Regions from separate parts of the Zea mays genome. Here region 1 is linked to region 2. Evidence: chromatin contacts called from public HiChIP or PLAC-seq data. All regions are on one chromosome and are shown on one strand. Each heading gives the region's core, a stretch centred on a gene start, on an enhancer-like site or on the middle of the called end of the contact. The rest is flanking DNA. Distances are from core to core; before and after follow the strand shown.

The links. HiChIP or PLAC-seq counts read pairs in DNA pulled down with a chosen protein or histone mark.
Region 1: an H3K4me3 HiChIP or PLAC-seq map of leaf shows a contact between it and region 2, with 6 times the contacts expected there. The contact joins the promoter of LOC100279868 here to the enhancer-like site in region 2. A contact is called at or near these places in 14 of 25 Hi-C or Micro-C datasets (bundle sheath, ear, endosperm and 5 more) and 2 of 3 datasets of contacts at active chromatin or transcription factors (leaf and seedling).

What each region holds. Positions count from the first base shown.
Region 1 is chr2:23,226,827-23,232,970 of Zm-B73-REFERENCE-NAM-5.0, forward strand. LOC100279868 reads left to right here and starts at 3,805. Exons shown (of 3, transcript NM_001357861.1): 1 at 3,805-4,499; 2 at 5,388-6,144. The coding sequence starts at 4,114.
Region 2 is chr2:23,166,682-23,173,180 of Zm-B73-REFERENCE-NAM-5.0, forward strand. No RefSeq gene overlaps it. Among protein-coding and RNA genes, the nearest start is that of LOC103646132, 48 kb to the left of the region's middle. Within about 2 kb of position 3,135, at least 19 of the 20 cell types and tissues checked have an H3K27ac peak or open chromatin away from gene starts, as enhancers often do. A contact at or near this core is called in bundle sheath, ear, endosperm and 5 more, where this site is marked.

The sequences.
Region 1 (6,144 bases), core at 2,555-5,054, 61 kb after region 2:
TCGGGTGACGGATATGGATAGCAGATATCCATACCCGCGAAGTTATTACCCGTGGACACCGTATAGTATCCATACCCGTACCCGCGGATATGAAATTCCACCATATCCGTACCCAACGGGTAAATAACCGCGGTTATTTACCCATATCCGTACCCACTGCCATCCCTAGTTGGAGCGTGACGCTAAGACAAGAGTTAATTAGAACTCCGCTCTGTAGTCCTCGGCTCCACCTTCTACACCACAAAGAGACTTGGGAGCCTCTCCTCCCTCTCTCGCTCGTTTGTAATCCCTCCTACGAGTATTGATTGGCAAAGGTGCCGGTAGCGCAATCCACCGATGACTGGATGCAGGGACGTTCTGCCCGAACCAGTATAAATCTTGCCCCACCGCGCAAACCATCCGAAGCGCGAAAAGTGCACACAGAATTTTACTTGTTGGAGCGAGGTTCGAAACAACGACACTAAATATGTGTTTGTAATCGTAAACATTCAATCTAAACAACTTTTCTTATATACACCAAAATTGAAATTGATTCACGCTACATCTACATGGAAAAATATGGTTACAAAATACACCTAACATAGACAAAATAAACTCATATAAATTAAAGAGGAGAGAAAGAATACCTTGTTCTAGAAGACCTAAGGATCAAATCCTAGCTTCTAAGACTGAATCAACATATTAGAGAGTGTTGACAGGATTGAGGAGAAAGAGATGAGGAGGGATATGAGAAGCAAATAGAAGTCAAGCGCGAGCGGGCGTTGTGCAAGAGAAACAAGATGTTGTGACTAAAGTATCAAACTTTGGCGCCAAGATCTATGATGTCAAAATTGGTATCATAGGTTATATAGTGTTTTGGTGATAATACGTCAAGGCCACAGTTATGTCCACATCGTTTATGATGTCGTACCTTGGTGCTATGACATATAGCGTCGAGTCTTATAGGGTGTGTTTGGTTTGATGTCAAAGTAGGATGAGTCGGGGGCGCCACCGTCCCCTCGATTTTTTGGGATCACGCCGCCCCCAAAAATCACTCCGGTGTTCACCTCGCCCCTGGTTGACTCTCAACCAAACATTATAGAAAACGTGGCCGCATCATTCCATCTCTCTTTGTACATTCAACCAAACGCACCCATAATAACTTCCGTGGTACAGGTTACGGACGCAATCCCCAGGGTCAAAAATCTGGTTTTAGTTCTACCAAATGTCTAAACACAGAATCTTAACAAAAGCAGGGCTAAAATAAGAAGAAAAAAACCCGGTAAGACATAAGTGCAGGTATACTGAGATACATACAGGTGAAGTTTTGCGTATACGTGCAGGTGAGGTGCGTGTACGTGTACGTATACATAAGGTAGATTTTTTCGGGTAATAATTTCGTAGACATGGTTTGTCCGGATACAGGCATACATAGAGCACAAGGACGTGCGCGCGCACAAATAAAAGAGAAAATGACCGCTTTATCCCACGCACCATTGCATCGCATGGGCCTACAAGTACGGGGACGGGCCGGCCCACAGCCAACCACGTTGTACTGCCGCGTCCCCCTCATCGCAAATTCGCAACCGTCCGCTTCAGCTGGGACCCATATGGCATTAGGGCGCCCGTCTCCTGGCCTCTGCCGTTTGAAGCACGTCGCGACGACGCCGGCTCTAGGAACCGGAGAGCGGAGAGACACTCCCCCGTCCCGGCAGCACCGAGTTTTTTTTTTTTACAGCAGCCGCGCGCTGTCGCCTGTCGGCTCATGCAATGCAAGGCTTCGTGGCGACTGTTCAACTCCTTAGCCAGTCATGCGGCCATGCCGTACGTGTGTCGCCGTGACGACGCGGCGGCTGTGTGGTAGATCTCGTCAGATACACAGCTTCAACGAGGAGATGGAGAGATATATACGCATAACTTGCCAAACACTGTTTTGCACCGTGCACTGTCATATTTAGAGAGTGGAGTTTGAAATAGTAGATGTGGATGAATAAATTGCTAGAGATAGGATCGAACAAGATGTGCAAAAGCTATGTTGTGCATTTTGCTTGCATTCATGTTTGCTGGTCGATATTATTATAATTGACCGCGCGCGCAAGCGCGGCACCTGCATGCCGAGTTCTGGTGTGACGCCGATGCTTGCTAGCTAGACTGGAGAGAGGTACGTGTCTATCCATATCCACGCCAAGCACACACCAGCGGCAGTGAGTAATACAGGAGGTAGCAAAGGCTAGCCTGAGGATATATAGATAGAGATAAAGATCGATATACACGTACTCGGCGTTCCTGCATTGCATGAAGTCAGATGAAGGCAAACTCCAGTATATGTCTCCTCTGTCCAGGGGATGTGGCTCACGCAACGGGTCTTAATTGCTGACCAGCAGCGCGCAGTCACTCTATCGCCACGCCACGGACGTGTAGTATAGTTATAGTACGCGGGCTGCGCTGCGTGCATGACGACGGCGGCGGACACCGGATAGATAGAGGCATAGAGCCATAGAGGAGCCCGGCCCGATGGTACAGATGGCCATGGGCATGCAGAACGGACGTGGGATGTGCACGTCACGGCGTGCGGGCCGGGGGACCCCGGCTTGTTTGGTTGCGAGCGTGGCAAAGAGTTGCCTGAGCCAAGCATCGTCCAAGGCCATCGAGGCATCGACTCTGAAGGGCATGTTTGGTTGGAACCCTGGTCTAGTGCCGGTCAGGCAGATAGATCCCACCGCGAGGCACTCAAAACCGATGGCCTGGATGTCAACCAACAAACAAGCCTTCATGAGTGCATGATGGCTGAGATTTTCTGCCCATATGCCTGCGGAGGCCTTCAACCAAACAAGCCCCATGCATACAGCGCGTGAATGGCGTGAGGGCGTGAGGGGGGCCCCGGGCGCGTGCATGCGCTGTGCTCCAACGGGGACGAGGGCGATGTCAGCGTGGCCCTAGTTGTCCGCGCGCGCCCTCCCCACCAGGGCACTGGGCACGGGAGGGAGGGTACGTACGTACGTGTCCGCCGCGGTCGGCGCAGGCCGTTCCGTTTCACTCACTCTCTACTTCTCTAGCTAGCTACCGCGCAGCCCACACCCTCCCTGTTTTGTCCGCATGCCCCGGCTCATCAATTCCGTCGTCATGTGTCCATGCACAGCACCACACCATGGGCGTGCGGACGGGGCCCACGCTATAAAACGGCACCGCCCCCCGACCCCCGGCCCCGTTACAGGCTGTGCGTACCCGACGGTCGCTGATCACTATACGTACCATTGATCGGTTGGTTGTTCCGGCCAGCACTGCATACGATACGTACACGTACGCAGGGAAAGGATTAGATAGAGACGTGGATCCATCGAGTCTGCAGAGGTCATTGCTCTCGCGCCGCGCGCGGCGTTGCGTTTCGTGCTGGGGGAAGGAAGGGTAGATAGATGGAGATACACATGCGTACGACACGACAGTACATGCGCCACCAGCCCTTCCTTTTGTAGGCGCCCTGCCCTGCCCTGCCCTCTCTCTCCATCGGCCGCCAGCCAGCCATGGCGTCCTCTCCTCTCCCGTCCCTCCCCACAGGCACAGGCCCACCGCCCACACACACTCGGCGCCGCTGGCCTCTTTGCTTGCTTCTTTCTTTCTCCCTCTTCCCTTTGGACCCTTTCCAGTTGTCCACGCTCCCATCTTTTTCACCACCCCTTCTCCTTCTCTCTCTCCCCCCCACCCTCGCCCTTCTCCCACCGCGCGCTTGCCCTCCGGCCGGGCGCCCGTCCCGTCCTTCCCTACTTGTACCAGCCCCTCTTTTCCAATTTCATCCTCTCCCTCCAATTCCACCATCCCTCTCTCTCTCTCTCGCTCGCCACCCGCACCACTCTCGCTCGGTGTGTGGGAGAGAGAGGAGGGGAGGGAGCTAGGCTGGCATGGCCGGCCGCTTGAGCTGCGCATGCCTACAATTCAGTACCAGTACTAGCAAAGCAAGCTAGGTAGGAGTAACACCTCCCCAATTGCTACTTCTACTGAGTTAGCCATCCCGTCGTCCCGGCAGTCACTTCTACAAGTACGCACGCAGCTACCCAGCAGGGCGGCTATACTAATCCCTCCCTGCCTCTGCCTTCCTTCCGAGGACCGCCGCGGCGGGCCGGGGTGCGCGCACCCGCCATGCAGCAGCAGCACCAGGGTGGCGGCGGCGGCGGTGGCGGAGGCTCACAGTTCGGGGCCCCGCCGCCGGACATGGGCCCCTTCTCGCCGACGCCGGCTGCTACCGGTCCCATGCCGCTGAGCAGCAGGCCTCCGTCGGCGCAGCCGCAGCAGCAACCGAGGACCAGCTACGAAGAATTGGCGCCCATGGTGCCTGGGGCCGCCGCTGCCAGTGGCTTCGACGACGAGACGATGGGTAGTGGCGGCGGCGGCGGCGGGTCGTCGGGCGCGTCCAGCAACCGGTGGCCGCGGGAGGAGACGCAGGCGCTCATCAGGATCCGGTCGGAGATGGACGCAACCTTCCGCGACGCGACGCTCAAAGGCCCCCTATGGGAGGACGTCTCCAGGTAAAGGAGCGAGAGAGAGAGAGACAGGGGAACTCGTCGTCGTCCTCGTCCAGACGCATTTGCAGTCTGGTTCAAGAAGCCTGTCTCCGGCATGATTTTTTTTCCCTGCGGAAAGCGGCTAACGGTTTCGTGGAATTTAGCAGCCGCGCCCACATGAAATGATGGATAATTATCCTGCGTCGCTCGCTGCGCCCAATTCCCCTCGAATTTCGTTTTGTTTTCCCGTTTCCGTCCCAGTCTAATCAAATGCGTCTCGATTTCAGCGAGACGGCAGGGGAGAGACAGAGAGAGAGAGAGAGAGAGCTGGAAGGCAGTACTCCTAGGTGCAGTAGCCAGTAGGGTGAACCGGTGAAGGAATCTGGGCGCCTGCGCGCCTGGGGATCGTACCACGGTGGTGAGTGCGGGAGTGCAGGCAGCTGCTGCCGTCGCTGCAGGCTGCAGGCTGCCACTGTCTCCTGCTTTCATGGCTCCAGTTTTTGGGAAAAGAAGGAAGGCAGCCTTCCTCTCCCATCCCAATGCGGCCTCCTTGCTTTCATGACTCACCAGTGCATCATCAGCTTCACATCCCCTCTGATCCCTAAAAATACGAGATGGTTTGTGATTAACTATAATTCCATTCTGCTGCAGTACCTCCACCTCCTTCGGCTCGCACTCTTCTCTCCTCGCTCTCGCCTGTCCTTCCAAAATTCCAATTCTTCCCATCTTCTTGTCTCTTTCCTCCAGAGGCCTTGATGTGTTATGCCACTACATTAGATGCTTCCTCCAGTAAACGCTGCCACTGCCCATCATTTAATTCTTCTTCCTCGCCGATCACTTGATTCTTTGCACGTAAGTAATGGCTGACCGGAACCTTTGTGTACGCGTCTTTGTCACTGCTGTGGCTTTCAGGAAGCTTGCCGACCTGGGCTACAAGAGGAGCGCCAAGAAGTGCAAGGAGAAGTTTGAGAACGTGCACAAGTACTACAAGCGCACAAAGGAAGGCCGCGCCGGCAGGCAGGACGGCAAGAGCTACCGCTTCTTCGAGGAGCTGGAGGCGTTGCACGCAGCCGCGCCGCAGCCGCCACCACAGCACTTGCCGGCAGCCAGCACCGCCCCGCAGTTGCACGCCCTCGCCGCGCCAGTATCCCCGACGCCCCAGCAGCAGTTGCCGGCATCCAGCGCCGCCCCGCCGTTGCACGCCTTCCCCGCGCCAGTATCCGCGCCGCCGCCGTTGAGTTCAATGCCACTGCTGACAGGGCCGATGCAGCCAGCGCCCATATCATCGGCGGCCCCAGCCCCGGCACCGGTGGATCTGCTCGTGGCCCACCAGCCCCTCAACCTGCAAGGCTTCAGCTTCTCTTCCATGTCGGACTCGGAGTCCGACGACGAGTCCGAGGACGACGACATGACGGCGGAGACAGGCGGAAACCAGGACCGCCTCGGCAAGCGGAAGCGCGGCGACGGCGGCGGCAGCAGCAGCAACAAGATGATGTCTTTCTTCGAGGGGCTCATGCAGCAGGTCGTCGACAGGCAGGAGGAAATGCAGCGGCGGTTCCTGGAGACCATGGAGAAGCGGGAGGCCGAGCGCACGGCTCGGGAGGAGGCGTGGCGCAGGCAGGAGGTCGCCCGCCTCAACCGCGAGCAGGAGCAGCTCGCTCAGGAGCGC
Region 2 (6,499 bases), core at 1,885-4,384:
GTTTTCTTCTCCATCTTAGGGCTTGTTCGGTTAGCCTTCAATCCATGTGGATTGAATGGGATTGGATGAGTTTGAATCCCACGCAAGTCAAACTTCTTCATAATTTTTTCCAAACCCATCCAATCCATGTGTATTGGGAATAAGTGAACAAGACCTTATGCTTGTTGCTTTAATGGAGTAGGAACTGACACAAACCCGAGACTTAAGAAATTGGGTTCTAATAGTTTTCTTCTGCATCTTCTTTTTTTTTTGAAAGGGAAAGGCAAAAGAATTGCCTTCCAATATATTAGATAAAAGGAGAAAACGCTGTAAAAAACTGGCACCAAAAAAGGCGTCAACACCAAAACCACTAGACAAGCAAAACCTATCTTCTGTATCTTCTGCTTGCTGCTTTAATGGAGTGTAGGAGTAGGAACACAAACCCAAGACTTAGAGAGGGTTTGCTCAGATTCAACCCAAAACTAGAGAACTGACATATAGGGTAAGAATTCTAAGGCTGTCCGCACTGAGCAACGCTACACGAAGCGCTACGGAGATAGAGTGCACTATAGCGTAGACATTTTGCTGCAGCGGGCACCCTGTCTGGCCACGCTAAAATAAGGGCAGGCTCAAAAAACGCCATATACAGAGTTTCGTTGCCTTTACTGCATATCTCTATCCTCTCCGTGCATGTGACAGCTAGTGCATGCGGTGGCAGCACCATTCGGCAGCAGCACGTGCAACAACGTAAACAGTATGGAAAATAAATGATATAATACTCCCTCCGTTTCTTTTTATTAGTCGCTGGATAGTGCAATTTTGCACTATCCAGCGACTAATAAAAAGAAACGGAGAGAGTATATGTTAGTTGGTATAGAGTTAAGATATAGAGTAAATATGACTGCGGAGAATTATAGTATAGAGTAAAGAATTTTGCTGACAAGAACAGAATATTCCTTTTAGAGTAGAAATTTAGAGTTCTACGAGTGCGGATAGCCTAAGACCATGACTCTGACGTATATATTACTCGCGCATATTATACTTTCAGAATTGGGAGGAGCGGCTATGGGAGTTGAAGTTCGATGAGCTAGGAGCGACAAATATGAAGGCGAAGATCTCACTTCACTAGCACTCCAGCAGTACAGAGTAGATTAAACCTCATAAAAGTGTACGGTGAAAAGGGCACATTGAACGTTAGTTGACGTGCCGGTATTTTATCTATTTATTATACGTGGTGTAAAAAAAGGTCGCATCCAATAAATTATCAGGCCTCGGGTTAGAATACGAACGTAAGAGCATGTTCTCCGAAAAAAAGCTCCCTAAATTAGTCGCGGGTCCTGATGCACCTGGGTCGTTAGTCGCGGGGAGAAGACCTGATCCTTTCTGGAACAACCGTCCGACAATGGCAGCCTCAAGTACAGAGGAACAGAGTAGGGGCTCGCGTCCGGTCTGTACCAGTCCGTCCGAGGACGGCGTCAGGGCGAGTCCGTCCGGCGGCGTGGGCATCAAGTTCAGAGGAGTAGAGGAGCGTCCGTCCGGCGGCGGAGCGTGCCTCGTCAATTGAAAAAAAAAGAAACGCGCCGGCGGAAGTTGTTATCGGGTCTAGATCAAATTGAGTTAGATGATAAGTAAGTAAATTTAGCAAGTATATTTGAAGAACTATTGGAGTATTATTTTTCGCCTCAATTGTTAAGTTTAAGATTGTTAAGTTTAAGATTTAGAGAGGTGTTTAGAGAACAATTGGAGATGGTCTAAGTAGTATCCAGCTCGGTTAAAATGAACCCAGCACAATAAACGTGCCATCCACCGATGGCCGGCGGCCGCCGAAGCGTACATAGCAGCGGCAGGCAGCCGGCCATAAAGCATGCGAAGCAGTGATTCAGATACCAGAGAGATAGATTCGATCAGGACAGTCGACAATAATGGTACAACTGGAACTGCAATATACTACTCCGAGCGAGAAGCAGTTTTATTAGGGATGGCACTGGCAGGCTGCTGCAACCGCCACTCTGGGGGAACCGTGGCCCGTGGGCGCGTCATGGGCCCGTTTTTATTATACTGTATCTTCCGAAAAAGAATGCGTTCTAGTTAGAATACTTTATATTTAACCAAATTCTTGGTAAATAGTATTCGTGTGTTTTATGTTTATAGCTCCATATCGATCAATTGGAACAGTATGCTTTATAACTAATCTAATAGTAGTAAACATTATTATTTGTTCATCTGGATTGATCGAACTAATATTAAAATACGATAAAAATGGGTTTTATTTTTGTTGGGACAGAGCTGGTGTCTCTGATCCATAGTACTATAGATCTGCAGCAGTGAGCTGCCGGTGCAGCGCCAGCAGCTGCCTCTGCCTCTCTGCGCCATGCCGTGCATTTTTAGTATATTTATTATTATCGTTAACTATTAGTAGTATATTACACCTCGCTCGACCAGCAGCTGCCGCCGACCCGCCGTGCACGGCGTGATTCACCTGGACGACGTGGGGCCCCGCCGCGAGCTAGGGATCGTCCTGCCCAGCGATCGATCGATCGATGCGAACGTGGACGAGGTGTCAAATCCGCGGGAAGCACCGGCACGGCCAGTCGAGCTAAACTACCTCTCACCTGCATATCCTGGCTGTCAGATCTGGAGGCATGCCCGCGATCGGATCTAATCATGGTGCGCGCGCGCGCGCTGTACCACCGCCGGGCGGCGGTACTAGTGTGCCTCCCTCGCTTTCATGCACGCGCCCAGTTGATGGAGCTAACGTCGTGCGTGCCCAGTGCTGCCTGACCAAGACTAGTACTGCCTGAGTGCCTGACCAAGGACGGGTGCCACGCCTGCAGCCGCGCGGCGCTAGTAGTATGTCCAGATCCAGGCACGATCTGCAACACGACGCGGATCGATCGATCTCCGCGACGCGGTGGCCAGAGTCGAAGGGGCCGGCCGGACGGAAATGGGCACGTAAATAGCCGGCGCCGCGCGCCATGAAAAAGGATCTGGGCGCTTTTCGAGCGCCTGCTGGCCGATTCTACCGATCCCGATCCGTTTTCACGTGCATCAGGCGCGGGCCGGCACGCACGCGGACCCGGAGGACAGGCGTGCCGCGTGCCTTCACCGCGCCCGCGCCCGTCGTCTCGTCGGGGCCCGGCTAGACTGGTACGATACGGAACGGCCGGTCGGGCGTCCGCGCACTCGCGTCCACGCGACGCGTGCCCGGAAAAGGGTCGCGCGCGGCTCTAACTTGTCGGCGCGGCCATAAAGCGCACGGTTTTACTACTACGGACCACTCCCGGCCGGCGCGCGACGGGTTACGGTTGCGCGGCCGGGGTGGGGCTTGATTACGGAGGCGGCGGCGGGCGCGAACGACGGCGAGTGATGGCCGCCTCTCTCTTTTTTTTAATGATATATGCGGAGGTTGACTGTTGCGGCCATACCAGCCAACCGTGCCTGCAGGCTGTATAGCAGCTTGCACAACCAAATTCACAGGTGAGAAAGATGCTCGGAGTGAGGAGGAGGAGGAATCATATACCGCAACTCCTGTGCAAACAGGCCTGGAGGGGCACGTGGACGGATCGTTGGATCCCTCTCGCCGTACCCTGTTGATCGTTGCTAGATTCGCCGCCTGTGATGCACGATGATTTGTTGATTATACATAATTATTTACATGAGGTACTAATAATTCCCGTATGCATGCCCAGCTAGCGGTAGCCCCTGTTGGCCCACCCCGGCCGGCGTGGCTTCCCCGGCGGCACGCTGCTACGCTACGCTGGCATGTGACGCTGCCTACTCGCGTGAACAGTGACCCCCCTCCCCACAGCTAGCGGTAGGTAGCTCTCTGCCTCGCCGACGCGCGCCTCGCCTTCATCACTGCTTCGTGGGCGCGCGCCTTCATCACCGAACGCCCAGTCCCCAAACGGATGGAGATGGAGATATGTAACAAGAGGCGTGGAGCGGTGGGGCGCGCACTGTCATCTTCGATTTTGGCAGTGAGCAGCGCATCTAACGCCAATGGGGACAGTGTCGTCCCGGCCTGTCGTGCGTGCCACGCCCCCGTGAGACGGGCGGATCGGAGCGCGTCGTCCGGACTCCCGAGTCATGGGGGGCGTGTTGGTTGCTCGTGGACGAACGTGCGAGTTCACCGGGCCACCACCGGGCCGCCGGTGCACTTGGAACTGGATCCCCCCAGTCTCCAAAGAATGTTGCGCGTGCCAACGGTGGAATTTGGGGTACGTGCGGCGCGCCGGAAGTTTGGCCCCCGGGATATAGCGAGCGATGGAAAAGGCAGGTGGTTGCTAGTACCTACCTAGCTAGGTCTGCTAACCCGGAGGCGCACGAGAAGGGATCGGAGGGGAAGGCCGGTCCCCGTGGCTTTATTCCGCGGTACCGCTGTCTGGCCATCGATCCGTCCGCGCCAGAGCAGACGACTCGACGCGATCGCACACACGACGACCTAAGCTACCGACGGACGCCCCTGCGCCACCACAGCCACCGGCCGGTACTCCTACGCTACGCTACGCTACGTAGCTCCGCGAGACAGGGGTAACATGCGCGGTGCGCTGTGTGGCGTGCGTGCTTGCGGTTCGTTCCTCGTCGCGTCCATCGATCCATCCAATAGCCCGCCGCACCGTCCTTTCTCTGCTGGGTGTAAAGCGCTAGCTAGCTTTTGCGACGCATCGCACCGCCGCGGCATGCACCGCAAAGCGCCGCGCGCCAGCGATCTCGTCCCGCCCGGGCAGGCTCGTGAAATTGATGGGAAGCAAACAGGGTCATGCTGCTCATGCATGCATGTGAGCGCGGAGCCGGCGGGTAGTAAAAGCCAGCATTTGTAGTTGTAGATAGAGCGAGCGAGCTGTCTGCTGGGCCAGCCGACGCTACTGCGTGTGCGTGTCGTGTGTGTCCTCCTGGGATCTCAACTGCACCGCCATCTCTACTCTGTCTACGGCCAGCCGCCTGAATTCTTCACCAGTGGGCAGTGGGCAGTGGCTGGCTGGAGGCTGGAGCAAGTGATGCTCTGCCAGTCTGCCTATGCGATCTGTCTGACTATCGATCTGCGCGTAAAGAAAGACGAGATGGGTCGAGGAGCCCGAAACGGGCGGGGAGAGCCAATGCAAAGAGAGATGGGAGATGGGAGATGGAGAAGAAAAAAAACCAGCCACAGTACTGGTCCCCGACCGACGATCGGAGTCGGAGCCGGCTCGACGTGTGACCCATCCAGGTAGCGCGCGCGAGTGAGCCAATGCAAGTCGGCGTCGCGACGCTACAGAAACAAAAATACAGGCTGGTGTGGAGCACGGGATGGAGTATCTCGTAGCTTCCACGGCAAGGCAAACTTGCGCGTCGTCGTCCATGGTCCCTCCCTCCCTCCCCGGACAAGCCGAATACGAATGATGCTTCTTCTCGCCAAGGGGAGGCCAGGTAACCTCATGCAAACTCCACAGTGTGGCATGGCCCAACCGCTCCAGTACAGACGCCGTACTCGTACTACCTACTAGCCGTGTAATGAAGGGCAGACGTTGAAGAAAATTTACTGGCTTCCGGTTGCAAATAACCACAAGGAAAACGCGGGGTTATTCGCCCGGTCGTACGTCAACCAGCTACTGGAAGAAAATGTCTGCTACGACTACATACGACATGGCTGCGGTTCCATTCCATGGATAAAAACACGCGAGAGCAAAATGTAGTAAACCGATCATCCTAAGTACTGGAGTTGGAAAGGAAGCTGCATACCACCAACCACCAAAACAATGTAGCGAACCGAGTTCTTACGTCTGTTAGAAAAGAGCCGCGCGCGATATATAGATATAGAATAGCGGGAAGAAAGTGCCGCCGTCATCATATTTCTATGACCTTAATAACCGAGAATGTGTGGACCATGCACGTAAGCCAACCACATGAAGGAGACGCTTGACTTTGCTGCTCCCAGCTGGAGAGGGAGAGGCGACTTTGTATCATTCACGTATGTATCACCGTCATCGGACGATCGTGGTAACTGTTTGGAGAACGGTCAGCGTCATGCGAGGCATCAGGCATTGCTCGCCCCTATAGTTTAATCTTATCTTATCCTGGGCATCCGGCCTGTAAACGCGCGATTAACCTCTCGCTAACAGTATCTCCAACAATGCCTCAAATTGAAATATAGGGCTCTACACAGGAAAAACTAGAGAAAATTCCTGGTATGCCATCAGATTTTATACTCATCCCTTGTGTGCCACTCAGTGGCATATAGGTATAATTTTTGGTGTCTATGACATGTGGGGCCAGTGGCATACAAGGGATGAGTATATTTTCCAGTGGCATACAGGGAATTGGCCCGAAAAACTACTCCAACAGTGCTCTATTTCATAATTTTTTGTCAAAAAACTATAGGGCACCCTCTCAAGTGACTCAAATATACTACACCGTAGTGGACTGCCCTATAATCTAGATTTGGGGCTTTACTGTTGGAGCGAGGTATTTTGTTGGTGCCCTAAATTCTATAAAATATATTTATTTTCAAATTATAGGGCATTTTTATAGGTCACGTTGTTGG